2 separate regions of the Mus musculus genome follow, and region 2 is linked to region 1. The links are chromatin contacts, called in public HiChIP or PLAC-seq maps. All regions are on one chromosome and are shown on one strand. Each heading gives the region's core, a stretch centred on a gene start, on an enhancer-like site or on the middle of the called end of the contact. The rest is flanking DNA. Distances are from core to core; before and after follow the strand shown.

Region 1 (2,603 bases), core at 54-2,553:
GTGTAGGGAAGAGTTGATGCTGGCAGCTGATAAATGTTTGGGCTGGGAGCACTCCTACCTTGGAGTACTGTGAACATATGTACATAATATGTAAACAAACCAGCATTTGCTGGAAATAACCGGGGCAGCGAGTTCCTCTAACATTACAGAGCAGCGTAAGACGATTAAAATAAGTCAGAATCTACGACAAAACACCCCCTGTCCGATTTCGCTGTTTATCACAGGATTGTTACAAATGACTAAGTCCTAGAAACATGACAGGCCACGCGTTTAAAACATTTCAAATGTTAATCTGAATGCTCTTCAATGTAACACAGAGCACCAACAAGTCTTAACAAGTCGTCGGGTGCCAGACAAAGAAATTCCATTTAAATTCCGGAGGTGGAAAGGTAATTTCAGCGCGGACCACCCTGCCAGCCCACTACATCTTAGAGAGAGATGCGGGGCTTGGGGAAGAGGGCGGGTTGAGCAATAGCTACAGGTGAAGCCTCCGCAGAGCACCCAGAATAAAAGCTGCACCTGCATTTCCTGGCATAGCCTGCTTCGCTGGATCCACTCAGCAACAACGTGACCGTCGGATCCCGGCTCCCACAGACAAACCCGCATCTCAAAACAAACAAACAAAAATGTAGCCCGCGTTCCCGCTGGAACCACAGCTGGGTCACAAAACCAACCGCCCTGGGAGGGACCCACGGGGCGGAAGTGCGCTTTCCTGTGCGGGGACGGGATCTGAGGGAGGCCGGAGCTCTACCCACGTCCTCCCTGGGCCGCGGCTGACCGCGGCCGCCCCGCCGCACGCGCTTCCCCAACAGCCTCCCATGCAGGGCGCGGAGGGTCGGTGGGGAGACGCCGGCGTGGGACGGCGGGCGGGCGGGCGCGGGGACCGCCCTGCCTTCGCGTCCCCAGGCGCCCCCGCCAGCCGGGCCCACCCGCGCGCGGCTCTGCGGCCCCGGAGGCGGCCGCGGCCTGCAGGAGAGTCCCCGGCTGCCGCCCGGCCCGGCCTCCCGCCCCGCGCACCTCTCCTTGGAGTAGAGCTGCAGCTGCTGCTCGCGCTGCCTCTTCCGGGTGAACGCCATGGAGGCCCAGGGCTCGCAGGCCGCCGACTGTCCCGAGCAGTCCCGAGCGGCCGCACCGGGCGGGCAGGCGGGCGGGCGGCCGGGAGCCCCACGCTGCGCCCCAGGGCCCGCGGCGTCCGGACGGCGCTCACCGCAGCATCCTCGCGTGGGGACTCGGGCGACGCCGTGACTCAGGCCCGGAGGAGGGGCGCGCAGTGACCTGAGGCCGCGGGAGCCGCGTCCTACACTGCCCCGACTAACCTCTGCAGCGCTGCTGCGGCGAGGATACCTCCCACGTGAGCCTGAGACCTGCCCGGGAGCCCCCCAGTTCGTTGGCGGCGGGGATTTGAAATAACAAGGTTTTTGGATGTTTAGTCCCAAATTTCAGTCTTTGAAATAAATAATCGATGGGATTTTATTTTATTTTTTTCGCCCGTGTATGGTGTAGCGGTTCTTAGTAATATTCATATTTAGGTTGCAACTATTATCACAGTGATGGGATATTTTTACTATCTCAAAAAGAAACCTTTACCTTTTAGCAATCACTACTCCTAGGTGCATCTCCACAAACCTTTGCCCTAGAAAACAGTACTTAACTTTCTGTCTCTGTGAATTTGCCTAGCCTGGACATCTAGAATAAAAACATCCATACAATATGTGGTCTTTGTGTCTGATTTCTTTCATTTAGCACAATGCTTCCAAGGTTCGTCTGAGGTATAGCACAAGTCAACATTCTATTCCTTTTTATCACGGAAGTGTATTCCATTGTATCACACACTGCATTCCTGTTAATATATTCAACAGTTGCCAGGCACAGCAGTGTTCCCACCTTTTGGCTATAAGCATTCACGTACCCGTTTATGTGTGTAAATGCTTTCATTTCTGTTGAGTGAAGTCGAAATCAAAGGGTGGAGTTTCTAGACTGTTTTAATAAGTCCATCTGTGAACTCTGAAAGTCTGCTACTGTGCTTTCAAAGTATCCATTTAACTCCCACTAGCAGTAAAGAAAGGTTCTTACCTTCAACAATACTTACCTTTTATATTCTGTCCTGCCAACTATGACTCGTATTTCATTGGGGTTATGATTTCTCAATACCCTGAGAATACGCTGGATATTGCTTACCTTTAAGGGACTCTCAAATAACAAGCCTCTAAGTTGTGTGTGTTGAAACACTCCTAGTGTTGGCTTAAGAATCAAGTTCTGCAGGGTTGAAAAAAAAGCACAACAATGGCAACAATTAGCTGTCCTTCATCACTGGCAGCATGTGGGGGAAGATCGGAAGTCATAACTGAAGAGACCTGAGTACCCTATGTCAGTGAATCTCTTCCTTTTATCCGAGTGCTGCACAGACTCTGTAACTACCCTAATGGTCCTTGGGAACGAGCTTGTGTGCATGTGTGCACAATGACATAAGATTATGAGAATGGCTAAGATACCATCTGAAAATTTTCTGTGTGGCAAATAGTATAGTAGATGCTATGGACTCAAAGGAGAGAAATTAATTTGGCTGGAATAAAGTAATTAAAAAATAGACCAGAATCTAAGTT
Region 2 (2,603 bases), core at 46-2,545, 1.0 Mb after region 1:
CACACAAGCACAAACCCAAATACACACATACATCGCACAAATACACATATAAAACACAAACATGTACAAACACACACATATATACATACATACATACATTCATGCATGCATATACACATGTACACACACATATAAACATACATGTAAATGTACACACACAGCACACACAAAACATATATACACAAATACACATAAGTACACATATACACACAAACATGAAAATACAAACACAAAACACTCACCACATGTAAATATACACAGAGATGCATACAGCATACACACATAAAAACATACACGTGCATACACACATACATAAACCTACACACATATAAATGTACATAGATATACAAATACACACACACACACCACATCTATCGCCCAGACATTTGGGGATAAGAAAGCAAGCTAATAATCTTGAGCAAATAGATGTGATTAAATATGATTGAGCATGGTTTGGTTTTTTTTTGTTTTTTTGTTTTTTTTAATTCTCACAAATGTAGATCTTGATGAAGACCAGTTTGTCTAGAGTCCCACTGATTTAATTTGGGTGAGCTATAATTTACTGGGCTGCAGGAGAAACAGTAATTTGTTGAGGCCATCATCAGCTCATTAGAATCACACTGGGAACACTTAATGGTGTACAACCCACAGCTTTTTGTATCCATTTCATAGTGATTCCTCTCGCCCTGCCTGCTGCTCACCACTCCAACTGTTGATAGCATGATCCTTTCCAAACACACCCCAGAAAATAAGAGGTTTTAAAAAAAAAAGATTTAAGTCACCAAGAAACACATTTCAACATTTCAGGGTATGAGGCAGGCTGCTAGGATAAAATATTCTCATGTACTGTTAACATGTAAGATTGGCTAGCTGTTAAGTACTGTAAACTGCAACTTATCAAAAGCTCAAAAATCCTACACAACAGAACAGAAAATAATTATTCTCCCTGAACAGCTATTGTCTCCTGTCTCAGCTTTTCCTGAACTAATAAAAGGTTTAATTTTAAATGGTGCAAAGGAAATGTCAGCATTGCTAAGATATACAATACTCGGGTGCTTGGCTCACCATACATTAAAACGTATGAAATTAGACCTAAGTGAAGCCTAAACAAACCTGAAGATTCCCCTCCCTCCCCCAGGCACCTTTTCTCTTTACCTCTGATTGATAGGATCACGTGAAACCAGCCTGGGTTCCAACACTGTCGTTTCAGATGACAAGGTCTTGATAAGGGCCGAGAGCACTGGTTAGGGGGTATGTATTTCCGGGCCTACGATTTCAGTTATGCACAGTGGGCGATTTAGTTCAAAGGAGCAGGGACATTTATTTTGATGCTTCACAGGAAAAAGGAGTGGGGGCAGGGACGACAAAAGAGAGAAAGGCCTTAAAGGCTTCCTGCATTCAAATGTGTGCATCTGTTTTCACTTTTACTATCTTCAAAAAAAAAAAAAAAAAAAAAAAAAAAAAAAACGAAGATAACGTTTCAGTCTAAGACTGGCTGCTGCTGAAGCTTTGGTGTGCTAAGAAGAAAAACACTGCTGAGGGGAACATGGCAGGGAGCAACAGTCCTAAACTTTCCTCAGCTTTGGGCTTCACAATGAATTTGATTCAGATTCCAAACAATTAGCAATAATAAAAATATACATTAGGTGAGCATGCTCCTCGGTCAGTATTTCTCAGGTAGGTTTATTTTAAATAACCAAAATCAATGGAGTTTGGAGAGATGTAGTTACCTTTATTTATGCTTTCTTCCTCTTTTTTTTTTTCTATTTTTCTTCACAAATATATGGTAATTATTCGTTACCTCCTTTTATTGAGCATTGTGGTAGTTCCAAATAGTATAACCCTTTCTCTAAAAAGAAACACAATCTATTCTTTATAAATGTTAGACACGGTATTTAAATATTGGCAAACAATTCAGTGCTGTAACATACAATGAGAGTAGAAGAGAAAAGTAGCTACCACCCCCAAGACTCCCCTGAGGATGAAGTGTGGCTCAGTCTTCCACTGACTAGAATGGGAAATGCACAATCAATGTGTATAAAGTACTTGTTCCATAGGCACACTCATGAGCACAGTGAGTGATAACCAAAGCTCCATAAAGAAAAAAATGTTCTTTCCATCCTTCTTCCTTAGTTAAAAGGGGCACCTATAAAAAAAGACAGACCAATCAAAGAAAAAATATAGTTTATTGGAGTATATACCTTTAAAAGTTTTTGTTGTATATCTCACACACACACACACACACACACACACACACACACACACACACACACACACACACACAGCACATTTTCAGGAGAGGTACACAGAGAAGGGAGAGGCAATCTGGAATTCAGATATCATAGCCATTGTTTATCAAAACAAAGGTTTAAGCCCAGAGACATGGAAGTGTCAAGAACAGCTTTGAGGTAGGTTATGTCTGCACTTCTTGGGGTCTCTCGTACTTTGGACTCATAGTTCTACTCTGGATTTACGGATAGAGACTCACAAAACGATGTCTTCCATTTAGATGCAATTTTCTTTTACAAGGAAGTAACAGATTCCTGTTTTCAGAGCTTCTCTGTGTCTTTACTTTCTCAAAATTATCAGCTCAAAATAGTGTT

The links. HiChIP or PLAC-seq counts read pairs in DNA pulled down with a chosen protein or histone mark.
Region 2: an H3K4me3 HiChIP or PLAC-seq map of pro-B cells shows a contact between it and region 1, with 4 times the contacts expected there. The contact joins the enhancer-like site here to the promoter of Nsmaf in region 1. A contact is called at or near these places in 3 of 39 promoter capture datasets (the C10 cell line, HPC-7-derived erythroid cells and hippocampal neurons) and 2 of 115 datasets of contacts at active chromatin or transcription factors (large pre-B cells and pro-B cells).

What each region holds. Positions count from the first base shown.
Region 1 is chr4:6,452,968-6,455,570 of GRCm38.p6, forward strand. Nsmaf (neutral sphingomyelinase (N-SMase) activation associated factor) reads right to left here and starts at 1,304. Exons shown (of 31, transcript NM_010945.2): 1 at 1,018-1,304. The coding sequence starts at 1,076.
Region 2 is chr4:7,454,001-7,456,603 of GRCm38.p6, forward strand. No RefSeq gene overlaps it. Among named protein-coding and RNA genes, the nearest start is that of 8430436N08Rik, 110 kb to the right of the region's middle. Within about 2 kb of position 1,296, at least 53 of the 459 cell types and tissues checked have an H3K27ac peak or open chromatin away from gene starts, as enhancers often do. A contact at or near this core is called in pro-B cells, where this site is marked.